Linked DNA regions of Sus scrofa: all the other regions are linked to region 3. A link is a contact called in public HiChIP or PLAC-seq data. All regions are on one chromosome and are shown on one strand. The core of a region is the stretch at or near the end of the contact, and the rest is flanking DNA. Distances in the headings are between cores, read along the strand shown. Region 1 overlaps ATF3 (cyclic AMP-dependent transcription factor ATF-3). Region 2 has its middle 30 kb from the start of FAM71A. Region 3 overlaps LOC102164427 (a long non-coding RNA gene).

The links. HiChIP or PLAC-seq counts read pairs in DNA pulled down with a chosen protein or histone mark.
Region 1: an H3K27ac HiChIP or PLAC-seq map of alveolar macrophages shows a contact between it and region 3. The contact joins two enhancer-like sites. A contact is called at or near these places in 1 of 5 promoter capture datasets (liver), 13 of 47 Hi-C or Micro-C datasets (alveolar macrophages, embryonic fibroblasts, epiblast stem cells and 5 more) and 2 of 2 datasets of contacts at active chromatin or transcription factors (alveolar macrophages and skeletal muscle).
Region 2: an H3K27ac HiChIP or PLAC-seq map of alveolar macrophages shows a contact between it and region 3. The contact joins two enhancer-like sites. A contact is called at or near these places in 2 of 47 Hi-C or Micro-C datasets (embryonic fibroblasts and liver) and 1 of 2 datasets of contacts at active chromatin or transcription factors (alveolar macrophages).

What each region holds. Positions count from the first base shown.
Region 1 is chr9:130,780,764-130,784,189 of Sscrofa11.1, reverse strand. All of the region lies in intron 1 of ATF3 (cyclic AMP-dependent transcription factor ATF-3), which reads left to right. Among named protein-coding and RNA genes, the nearest start is that of FAM71A, 14 kb to the right of the region's middle. Within about 2 kb of position 1,284, at least 1 of the 83 cell types and tissues checked has an H3K27ac peak or open chromatin away from gene starts, as enhancers often do. A contact at or near this core is called in alveolar macrophages, where this site is marked.
Region 2 is chr9:130,736,705-130,740,161 of Sscrofa11.1, reverse strand. No RefSeq gene overlaps it. Among named protein-coding and RNA genes, the nearest start is that of FAM71A, 30 kb to the left of the region's middle. Within about 2 kb of position 1,276, at least 43 of the 83 cell types and tissues checked have an H3K27ac peak or open chromatin away from gene starts, as enhancers often do. A contact at or near this core is called in alveolar macrophages and liver, where this site is marked.
Region 3 is chr9:130,917,765-130,921,646 of Sscrofa11.1, reverse strand. LOC102164427 (a long non-coding RNA gene) reads right to left here. Exons shown (of 3, transcript XR_002336041.1): 3 at 2,095-3,882. Among named protein-coding and RNA genes, the nearest start is that of NENF, 39 kb to the left of the region's middle. Within about 2 kb of position 1,551, at least 5 of the 83 cell types and tissues checked have an H3K27ac peak or open chromatin away from gene starts, as enhancers often do. A contact at or near this core is called in alveolar macrophages and liver, where this site is marked.

The DNA of each region.
Region 1 (3,426 bases), core at 35-2,534, 140 kb after region 3:
TGGGGAGAGGATCTCTTCCCTTCCCAACGTCCTTTCTGCTGGAATGGTTCTCCTTCTCTATTTGATCTCGACTTACTTCCTTTCCTCCTAACCATTTTCTTTTCCCTCATTTCATTACCAAATCACATATGCTTCCTTACAAATAAAGGAGTTGCTCAACTCTTAATGGAGCCAGAAAAATCAAATCTGGCACTAGAATATCGGGGTGCGCTCTCAATGCATCCATTTCACTGTGGGTGATGGTCACATCTGTTTGGGGCCTCTGTCTTTTTAAATGAAGGAGCAATTGGTATGACTGTCTCCTTGTTTTGCATTTAGCATTTGTTGTGGAGTAATGCTAATACAGAAGCTATTGCTTTGGGGATATCCTGGATGCGGGCTGGGGTGGAGGTGTTGTATGAATGGTTTGGAAGTTGTCTGAATGGTGCACTGCAGGCAGCACTCCAGACACAGTGTTAATAAGATACTACACCCAGCACCTGTGGCAGCTACTGGAGCCTCCAGATCCTTCCCTTTTTTTTTTTTTTTCCTGGTCTTTTGTCTTTGTAGGGCCCCACCTGCGGCATATGGAGGTTCCCAGGCTAGGGGTCGAATCAGAGCTGTGGCCTCCTGCCTACACCACAGCCACAGCAACTCGAGATCCGACCTGCAGTCTGTGACCTACACAACAGCTCACCGAAACACGGGATCTTTAACCCACTGATCGAGGCCAGGGATCGAACCCTAGTCCTCATGGATGCTAGTCGGGTTCATTAACTGCTGAGCCACGAGGGGAACTCCCTTCCTGTCTTAACCACACCTTTCTCTTTCTCTTTCTGGGTCTTTTCTCCCCATTGTTCTCTTTCGTCGATACTCCCTCCCTGTCTTAGCACTATCAAAGCCTCCTCTGCGATGGGCACAGCTTACTAAGATTACGAACTTCTCATCTACCTGGCCAATGGCTCTGTTCTCCATTTGCCTTGCTGGTTGAGCCTCGTGGTGTTGAATCTCTTTTGGTGATGGAGCAAAATGCGCAGCAGGGGGATGGTCAACAGCTTGGCCTGGGCTGGGCCACTCACCAGCTTTCTGGCCTTGTGCACCTCCCTTTACCTTCCTAGATGGACCCTGTTTTACTCCATTACCAAATGAAGATCTGACCTGGATGACTCTGATACTGGCTGTTCTATCCCACTGTACGGAGCTCATGATTTCTTCCTTTTTCATACTAGCTGGGCATGGAACAGGGTCAGTGGTTCCAAGAGTTACCCAGCCTGGGGAGGAGGAAGTATACAACCAGGACACCACAGAAACCAGAAATGGTTTCATGCGTGAGAACTGGTTGTTTCTCAAGTACTTAAGACCAGTGGAGACAAGCTGGTGCCAGCAAATAGTGGGGTGGAATTGATCTGGTGTGTCAAGAGCCCAGAGGTCAATGAGAGTACAAAAGAATCTGTGAGTGACCTGAACTTCTTGACAGTTCCAGTTAATTCCTGATTTATGGGGGCTAAGTTGCATTAACAGCAGCGATATGAGTCCCCTCCCCCAACATGAGGAACGTGGAATCACAGCAATCATGGCCATCCAGAATATGTAAATCCCCTTCACAAATCTCATATGATCTTCTTGACAGCCCTGTGAAGGCACAGGTGGTACTGGTCTCATTTGACAGGTGAGGGGACTGAGGTCCAGAAAGCCTGTCGCTGGGGGAGTGAGAGTGACAGGCTTGCAAGCATCATCTCTGGGCCTGATGCCCAGCCTTACACCTACAGCCTTCAGTGGGCTAGGAGAAAGACCAAGATAGGAAGTTGGTGAAAGAACTGGCTTCCTTCTATAAGATGTTTTATGAGCAGTGCTTAGTGGAAAGAGATGAAAATTAAAAGTGAAAATTCAACCTAGTAGCAGCTACTGGGAAATAAAATCTGGGAGCTGAATTTCCAGTTAAAGAAATAAATGAGTAAAGTTTCACTTTCTTGAAAATGATGAAACTACGGATGATATGACACGATCTCTGATGGAGATAATGAAGCAGAAGCAAAATGCAGGTTCTTTGTAGTAGGGCTGGACGATTTTAAGACCAATGTAGAAAGTCAGCTCAAAAAATCCCCAAACATTTTTTTTTTCTTCAATGAGGGGAATGTGAGAGGGTCCCAACTTTCTGAAAAGCTGTCTGAAGATTTAACTTCATTTTTCCTGCAGGGACACAGCCTGAGTCTAGGCTGAATCACACCTTAAGAGACTGAGTCAAGGAATAACTAGAAAGTATCTCAAGTAACTAAGCTTTAGCCAAGTATAGGAAAAGCCCAGATCTCTTCAGATACAACTGCTTTACTCTCTGAGAGGCTTTTAACATTTTTACAACCTGTTTCCATCTTCAAATAAGCCCACTCGATGCTTTTCATAAAAGCATTCCATACCGCTGACATTCTTTAGTTTCTTTCATCAGGACTGCTGACTTTACACTAACAAGGGGAGGGGGGACGTCCCAAACAGCAGACCCCCCAAACACTGAGAGCACATTAATAAACTTAGTTGGGAGGTGAAATGGAATTGCGGTCAACTGTGGCAGAATTCAAACTGCCCTTGTAAAACGAAGCCACGCAGTGCTCCAGACAAAGGCCAGCCCAGGGGTAGCTCTGAATTCCACCCCTGAACTACTGGGTGTTTTAATGAAGTTGGAAAGGGAGGGAAAACATGAATGCATGGGAGAATCTTAAGCCTCTGGCTTTGGAAAGCTGGCTTCTCAGAGTTTATCACCTGCCAGAAAAGTCTCCTCCCGGCATCCTAAGATTATAGGATTAAACTGATAGAAGAACATCAGCTCTGACTCATGACACAGAGCTTTGAGAAGAGAATTACATACATTTCCTGGTTTTTTTCTGAATAGTCAACAGCAGTGGCGTTTGTTGGCCTGGCATGCTTGCCCTCATCAGTGTATCTTGGATCTTAAGGGGGATTTAGAGGCTAGGGTGTTCTATTCAGAAGTGTTTGAGATCAAAGAGTGACCAGCCACCCTCCCACCTGGACCCCACAGAGCATCTTCAGAGAGCCAGCCCTGGGCTGGGGAGATGCCTGGGAGGCCCAGTAATAAGATATTCCCTAGTTGCTTTCGGTTTTCCAGGGTACATGCAGGTATTATTTCTTCAACACTTTGTACAACTCTATGGGCAAAGAGGGTGATTGTTAATTGGCCTTCTTTTACAGAAGAGAAAGAAGGCTCTGGGAGGTATAAGGATGACCCTTGAGAGAGTGGCCCTCAAATCTTGACGTTCTGACCCCAGTCTGGGAATTTTGTGCATAAAAAACCCACTTACACATAATCCCTGAGAGCAGACAACAGCCTGAGCGTGCCGCCGGCAGAGGAAGCTCAGCCATTCATTACAGAGTTCAAGTTTTCCCCATGGCTCTTTGCTTAGTCTCCCCACCATCACCTCAGTTCCAGGAGCCCTA
Region 2 (3,457 bases), core at 27-2,526, 180 kb after region 3:
GCCCCAAAGCAGGCAGAGCTGGTAAAGAAAGTGGACTCGTGGTGGGAATTTAGACAGGACGGAGGCTGTCAGGGGGCAGGGCCTGAGGCAGGTTCACGGAGCCCACCCTGCCTCAGCAAGCATGCTCAGGTGTCTGAGAGGCAGCATTTTCAGGCCCCAATCACAGTCAGCTGATTCCAGCTGCCTGAGCTCAGCCTTCCAGCATTCTGTGTCCCTCGCAATCATTCAGCCTCTCTGAGAGTCCCTTTCTCCTGATCATTGCCCGCTTCAGAAGACCATGATGGGAGTTCCCGTCGTGCCTCTGTGGAAATGAATCCAACAAGTATCCGTGAGGATGCAGTTTCGATCCCTGGCCACGCTCAGTGGGTTAAGGATCTGGCGTCGCCATGAGCTGTGCTATGAGTCGCATACATAGCTCAGATCTGGTGTGCTGTGGCGTAGGCCAGCGAGCGGCTGCAGCTCTGGTTCAACCCCTAGCCTGGGAACCTCCATATGCCATGGATGTGGCCCTAAAAGATAAGAAATAAAAAAAGACTATAATGCTAATGGAATGCGGTGATGTGTGTGAGCAAAGCACTGCCCAATAGAGCCTATGGAAGAAATGGAGAGAAGACATTCAATTAACATTTGTGGAAAGGAACTATTCCTACTGATGGCTGGATGTTGGGTTTGCAGCTTTTGCCTGGTTAGATTTGGGTTCAATTTCCCCCCATCTCCTCCTTCTCCCATCTGACTTGTGCTTGGGTGGTGGATTAATCACAGCGAACACTAACTGAAGGCCTAGTATATGCTAGATTAGTCCTTCTCAAAGCTCGCCCCCCTCCACTCCCGACAGACTGTAGCAACATCTCCTGAAATGCAAATTAGAAAGGCAAATTCTTGAGCCTCGCCCCAGACGGACTGATTCAGAAACTCCCGGCATGGCCCAGTGACTAGTATTTTAATAAGTCCTCTGGCGACATGAATGCATGCTAAATCCAGTGTGTGCAGTGTTTTACCTGAGCGCCTCACTTAATTCCACAAAAGCCTAAGGAAGCAGGGGTTAAGAGCTCTGATTTACAGAGGAGAAACCAGTTCAGAGACGTTAGTGACTCAGCCCAGATCCCCACCTGGCAAGGAACTCTGGGTCTGCGGGACCCCCTGCACCATTGCCCTTCCCGCCACTGTCAAAACACCTCCCAGAAGTGGGTGTTTTTGTTCCCAGAGGGCTTCCCACGTGGGAGGCAGGAGTGACTGGTAAAGATGGAGTATTTCCCAAGCCTGGCTGAATAGACCTGTTGTGGTGACGGAGGATGACGACACCGTCAATGACGCATTGAGCTCCTACTGCTTGAAGGCATTGTTTTAGAGGTTTTGCAATTTAGCCTCCACCCAGCGTCATTATGGCGCTTTTACAGAGGAGAAAAAACTGAGGCTCAGAGAGGCTCCGGGACAAAAGCTCACAAGGCAAGGGGCAGGGCTCTGGCTCGCCCAGCTGGAAGGATCTTTCCCTCGAATATACTTCCCTCTAGAAGCTACTTCTCCGAGTCAGGCACATCTGGGCCTGGCTTCTCTGCACCCAGGCCCACTGTCCCTCCCAGCTCCCTGCCCAGGAAGACAGCCGGCTGGAACCCACCAGCGCGCGGGTGGCAAGAGCGAGAGACACCTGAGCCAGAGGTGCCCCAGAGGGACCTGGCAGCGGCCACACGATGGCGCTGCGGTTCAGGAGACTGGGGTCCTGCCTGACACCGTCTCCGAGGACCGAAGACCAGGACGCAGGACCTTGGGGGGATGGGACCCATCAGAACAGAGCTGCCCTCGCAAAGGACTCGACCCCGAGGGCGCAGAAAGAGGTCGTTGAGAATGCTCTTCCACTTCCACGGCACCGGGATCCCTCTCCCCTCCGTCCTCCTTCCCGCCTGGGGAACCGAGGCCTCTACAGGGAGCGCAGGACCCCGCGGCTGGCCTGGGACTCCGCAGTGACTCTCAGGCAGCACCCAGGAAAACTGTTTCTCCCTTCCTGGCCCTCCCTTCCTCTTTCCCCCTCAGCTCCTCCCCGGCCCAGCCAGCCTGTCCCAGCCCACTGCTCTCATATATTATAATTTTCAAAAATTGAAATATAGTGGATTTAACAATATTTTATAACATCGTGTTGGTTTCAGGTGCACTGAGTGATTGACTTCTATATATATCTTTTTTCAGAGTATTTTCCATTATAGGTCATTATAAGATATTGAATATGGTCATTATAAGATATTGAATATAGCTTAAATTATAATTTAAGCATGCTCACAATTTGAAGGGTTTTTTGTTTTTGTGTTTTTTAGGGCTGCACCTGCGGCACATGGAGGTTCCCAGGCTAGGGGTCTAATCGGAGCTGTAGCCGCCGGCCTTCGCCAGAGCCACAGCAATGCAGGATCCGAGCCGTGTCTGCGACCTACACCACAGACCACGGCAACGCCCATGGCAACGCCGGATTCTCAACCCACTGAGGGAGGCCAGGGATCGAACCTGCAACTTCACGGTTCCTAGTCGGATTCATTAACCACTGCGCCACGAAGGGAACTCCTGAAGATTTTAACTACTGCAAAACTAAACCCCAAAAATCATCTCCTCACTATAAGGTGTGCTTCTACTTTAAAACTCATCCATTGAATTTCCCTCTTGATATCAAAAATAAGTGCCTTCTGTCACCTCTCATTCCCAAAGTCCTTTCCCATCTTTTAAGAAAAACATGCTTGGTGAGGCGCAATTTTGAGTGCAAGTCCTGGATCTGCTGTTAAAAATCAGGTGACGCCAAACAAGTTTTTTAATCTCCTTGAGACTCATTCTTCTCATCCATAAAATGGGACTAATACTAGTACCCACCTCATAGGTTATTGGGAGAATTACCTATGTACATATCATTAGGAATAGTGCTTGGACACATAGGAAGTGCTCAATACATGTTATTCTTACTCTCTTTTCCTCTGACACACTGTGCCCAGCAGGCCTTTGGCATTCAGGGCAGACAGCCTTGTGCTTTTGGCTGATTTTTCTTATAGGATGTCCCTTGGCCAGAGGGCTGTCTTATCTACCTCTGTGCACAGCGCAGGCCCTCACTTTGTGCCTGGTAATTAGAGTGGGTCATGTTGGTCATAACAAACCACAGCCTCCAGCTACAATTCTGCATCCATCTCATCTTCTCCCGGAGTTGAGTTCTTACCTAGGGCGGCAGGTGCAATTGCTGAGTGCTCCCCTTCTCTGCTGTGGGGTGCTTGGTGCCCAGTTTTGAGGGATGAGAGCCTTTTATTCTCCTCTAGGTTAGGGAGTCCCTCCTGCTCCCTGTGGCTGAGGTGGGGGGGCTGGTCTAGAAGGAGGGGTGGCACTAAAGCTTGTTTTGTTTCCACTTAGGATTGGAGAGACTCTGTATTCTATATAAAGACCTGCTTGGCAGAGAAGAAGCTGGCTCTAGAACTTTGGCTTCTAGAACCTTAGC
Region 3 (3,882 bases), core at 302-2,801:
CCTCTGGATCCTCTGTTCCCTTTGTTTCAAATCCCCCTCTGCCTGCTCTACATAAGGACACTTGTCATGGTACCTACTGGATAATCAGGGTGCTCTCTTCTTTTTAAGATTCTTAATTATACCTACAAAGATGCTTCTCTGAAGTAACGTAACATTCACAGGTCCCAGGGGTTGGGATGTGGGTCCATTTTGGGGGAGGCCACCATTCAACCCTACAGTTCAGGGCCACCCCCCAGAATCAGTGTGGAGCAAAGTGGGGCTCCCCAAACCTGGCTGATCCCCAAAGTCACAAGTGTGTGAGTGACACTTGGAAGAATGCCTCCGCTCAGGCTCCCATGGAGACTGAGATTCGGGAGGTGTGGAACAAGGCCTGGGTATCAGCCCGAGGGAAGAGGTTATGCTGCAATAACAAACAGCCCCTGCCTCTCAGGGGCTTGGCGCCACAGATGTTTCTTCCTAGTTGACTCCAGTGGTCACCTAGACTTGGCTTTGGACTCTCCCCTGAGTTGTCCTTATTCCAGGACCCAGATGGAGTGGCCACCATCTGGAGAGCTGCTGGCTTCTGTGACAGTGGGAGGAAACGTGGTGAAAGATGAACTGGATTTTAAGGCCATTTCCACCCAGAAGTGACACTCACCCCTTCTGCCCACATTTCTCTGGCCATTGCACACACCGTGGTGGGACCATGATCCTGTGTGGCTTTTATCTGGAAGAAGTGGTGCCTGTGTCCCTATTTTTCTTTTTTCCTGTATTTTTTTTAGGGCCACACCTGTGGCATATGGAGGTTCCCAGGCTAGGGGTCGATTGGAGCTACAGCTGCCAGCCTGCACCACAGCCACAGCAACGCCAGATCCTTAACCCACTGAGCGAGGCCAGGGATCGAACCCGCAACCTCATGGTTACTAGTCGGGTTCGTTAACCACTGAGCCACGATGGGAACTCCTGTGTCCCTATTTTCCCAAAAGCACTGCTGGTTTGGGAAGCATGGAACCTGAGAGCTGCAGAGGGACATCCAGTGACATCCTTTAGCACCAGCTCTAACTGCCCTCCTCTCCCCCAAGGGTCAAAGCCCCAAGAGTCAAAGCCCCAAGGCGGAGCATCCCCTGGGCCGAGCCTGGGTGACAGTGGGCCTAGGGCGTTGTTTGACCATCCCCCCAGGACCACATGCTGGACCAGCCCCCTGGGAAGGGCCCACCCCGGTGCTCCCTCTCCAGAGCCAGCTTCTCCTAGAGGGCATTCAGGAGTTCACGTGATGCTCCAAGGGGCCCCTTCACTGCTTATTCTGGGGGCGCTCAAGAGAGAGCGGGGCGGCATTCCCCTATGATCTCCGCTTGGTCCCACAGAGGCCACCAGGATCCACCCTGCAGAACCAGGACGACTGGTTTGGATGTGGTGGCCCTGTGTTCACCCCAGAAGGAGTGGGCTGGGAGCAAGAAGAGGGAAGCAGAACCGCCATGGTTCCGTCATGTGCCTTCATGGAACAGTCTCTCAGGGAAAGTCTCTCAGGAAAAGATTCTGGTGAAAACAAGGTGTGAAGAAATCTATGTTTGACTTGAAATGGTTGCGCAAGCTGGCAAAGCTTTGTCATAAGGGTTGGCTGCCTATCGAGTTATTTTGACACTTAACACACTGACGCTTTGGGAACCTGAGCCCATTTTTAGCAGCCGCCTTTCCTCACAGCCTGGGGCCCACACAGACACCTGGGCTCCAGGCAGAGGTGCTCAGAAGGAGGCCTCGCGCCTGCTCAGAGGGAGAGCAGCTCCAGAGATGGGACAAGGACAGCGGCGTGGACGCGTCACAAAGTGTCCTAAAACAGTGGTTCACAAACCAGACTGTAGAGCCCCAGGGTGTCCTTGGGGTCCCACGTGTGCAGGGTCCCACGTGTTACCATCAGGACACCCAGTTAAATTTAAACATCAAACAGCCAGTGAGTTTTTTTTAGGGTAAGTATGGCCCATGCAGTATTTGGGATATACTTATCCTTTTGAAAGTATTTATTGTTCCGAAATTCCATCTTCACTGTATATCTGGCATTTTTATTTGCTAAACCTGGCAAACTTGGGTGTCCTCCTGCTTTGCTTTTATTTAGTTTGGGGCTTATGTTCGATTTTTTTTTTTTTTTTTGGAGTCAGGGTTTTCACTCCCCAAACATCAAAGTTTGGAAAGCCATGGCTAGCTCCTCATTGTTTTTTTCCACGTTGAAAAATTTAGCTGTAACGAATGTTAAATGCATTCCTCCAGCCCTAGACAGATGTCATGGTGCGTGCTGACAGCCCAGGCACGGGCACGGAAATCTGGGCCAGCACGAGATGAACAAGACAGAGCTGCTGCCTCTCAAGTTGTCGAGAGATGGTCGCCCCTGCCCAAGTGTGGCGGGAAGTGCAAGGCGCTGAGAAGGGAGTGAGGCCCACGTGGATCAAGGCAGAGCCAGGAAGCATTAAGAGAAGCCAGGCAGGGCTGCCAAGCAGGCACGGCCTCTGGCGCTGGTTCCCACCTGCCATGTTCCAAGCCGGCGGGCACACCGCTGGGAAGACCTGATTCTCTCGGGCTTCGCTTTTCTTTCCCTCTGACTTACGGTTTATTGATGCCCTGGGTAAGACTGATGAAGCAGTCAGGGAGCCGCTTCCTGTTCAGTTGACTTAAGAGGGATGACATGGGCGAGCCATTTCCTTGGGGCGTTTTGGGGATCTAACACCCAGATCTGGGCCAAGGTTCCACGGGTACGGGCAGGAACCACCTTTCCCTGTGTCCGTGAGACTCTGGCCCGGCCCTGACCAGTACCAGGAATGTGGCAGAGAGACACGAGGGAACTCTGCAGGAGGAGCGTTCAAAGGGCAACATGCCGTCCACCCTGTTACCAGGTAAACACCTCCGCCTCCGGGTGGATGCGAGAGCCCGAGGCCCCAGGTCTGCGGAGGCAGAGTTGTTTCCACTGCCTGAGGAGGCAGCGGGGGCAAAAAGAGGGGGCTCTGTTATCAGGAGCATGTTTGTTTGTTTGTTTGAGTCATCAGAGGAAGTGATTTCCCTTCTAGAAGCGTCTGCTGGGAATGGAGCCCCTGAAGGTGGGTGCTGAGAGGGCTCGTGGCCGATGCTCTGGGGCTCAGGAGGCTCGGCCTTGGAGCCTGGTCTCACGTGGCCAGGACAGCGTGGAGTCGCCAGCATGTGACCCGCCGCAATGGGCTCGGCAGTGGTGGGGGCCGTGGCAAAGAGGCTCAGAGACGCTTTTGTGTGAGTCCAGAACAACCACACGTAGCCCAGGATTAGTGAGCCGACCGCAAGTGTGTGGAAAGCGAGGAGGCCGTCTCCCGCTCCCACGGGGAGCTGGAAATAGAACTCTGCCCTTTGTCCTTGAGGAGCTGAGGCAACTGCCCCGTGTGGGAGTCCCGGCCACAGCCCCTTGGTTCCTCTCGCCCCCCCATTCCCCTCCTGCCCTTCTTCCTCTGTGGCCTCAGCCCCCGCCTGGGAACACTGTGGGCTGCGCTCAGCCCCACTGCTGGTCACCTCTGGGCTGGCGGGAAGGTCACATCCGGAGAATGGGTGCGCTCCTGGTTGCCAGGGAAAGCCGGACAACGCCTTCCTATGGGTACTAGCTGCCACCCGAAGCCCTGACCTGGGGCCATTCCGAAACGTTCTGCCTCTTTCTGGCAGTCATGTCAGTGTCAGGCACACCCTTCCAGGGTTTTAAGACTTCATTAAGCGAGAATCGCAGAGAGAAGCACTGTGCATTTTACACGGCATCCCGTGCACGCAGTATCGCTGGTCTTCTCCACATATGGACAGGGGTCCTTGGCTCCGGCCCCAGGCTTTGCCACACTCAGCTTGTGGGCAGTCGGGCAGGAGTCGGGAGGGAGAGGGAGGAGCGGGAGTAAGTATCTATGCCCC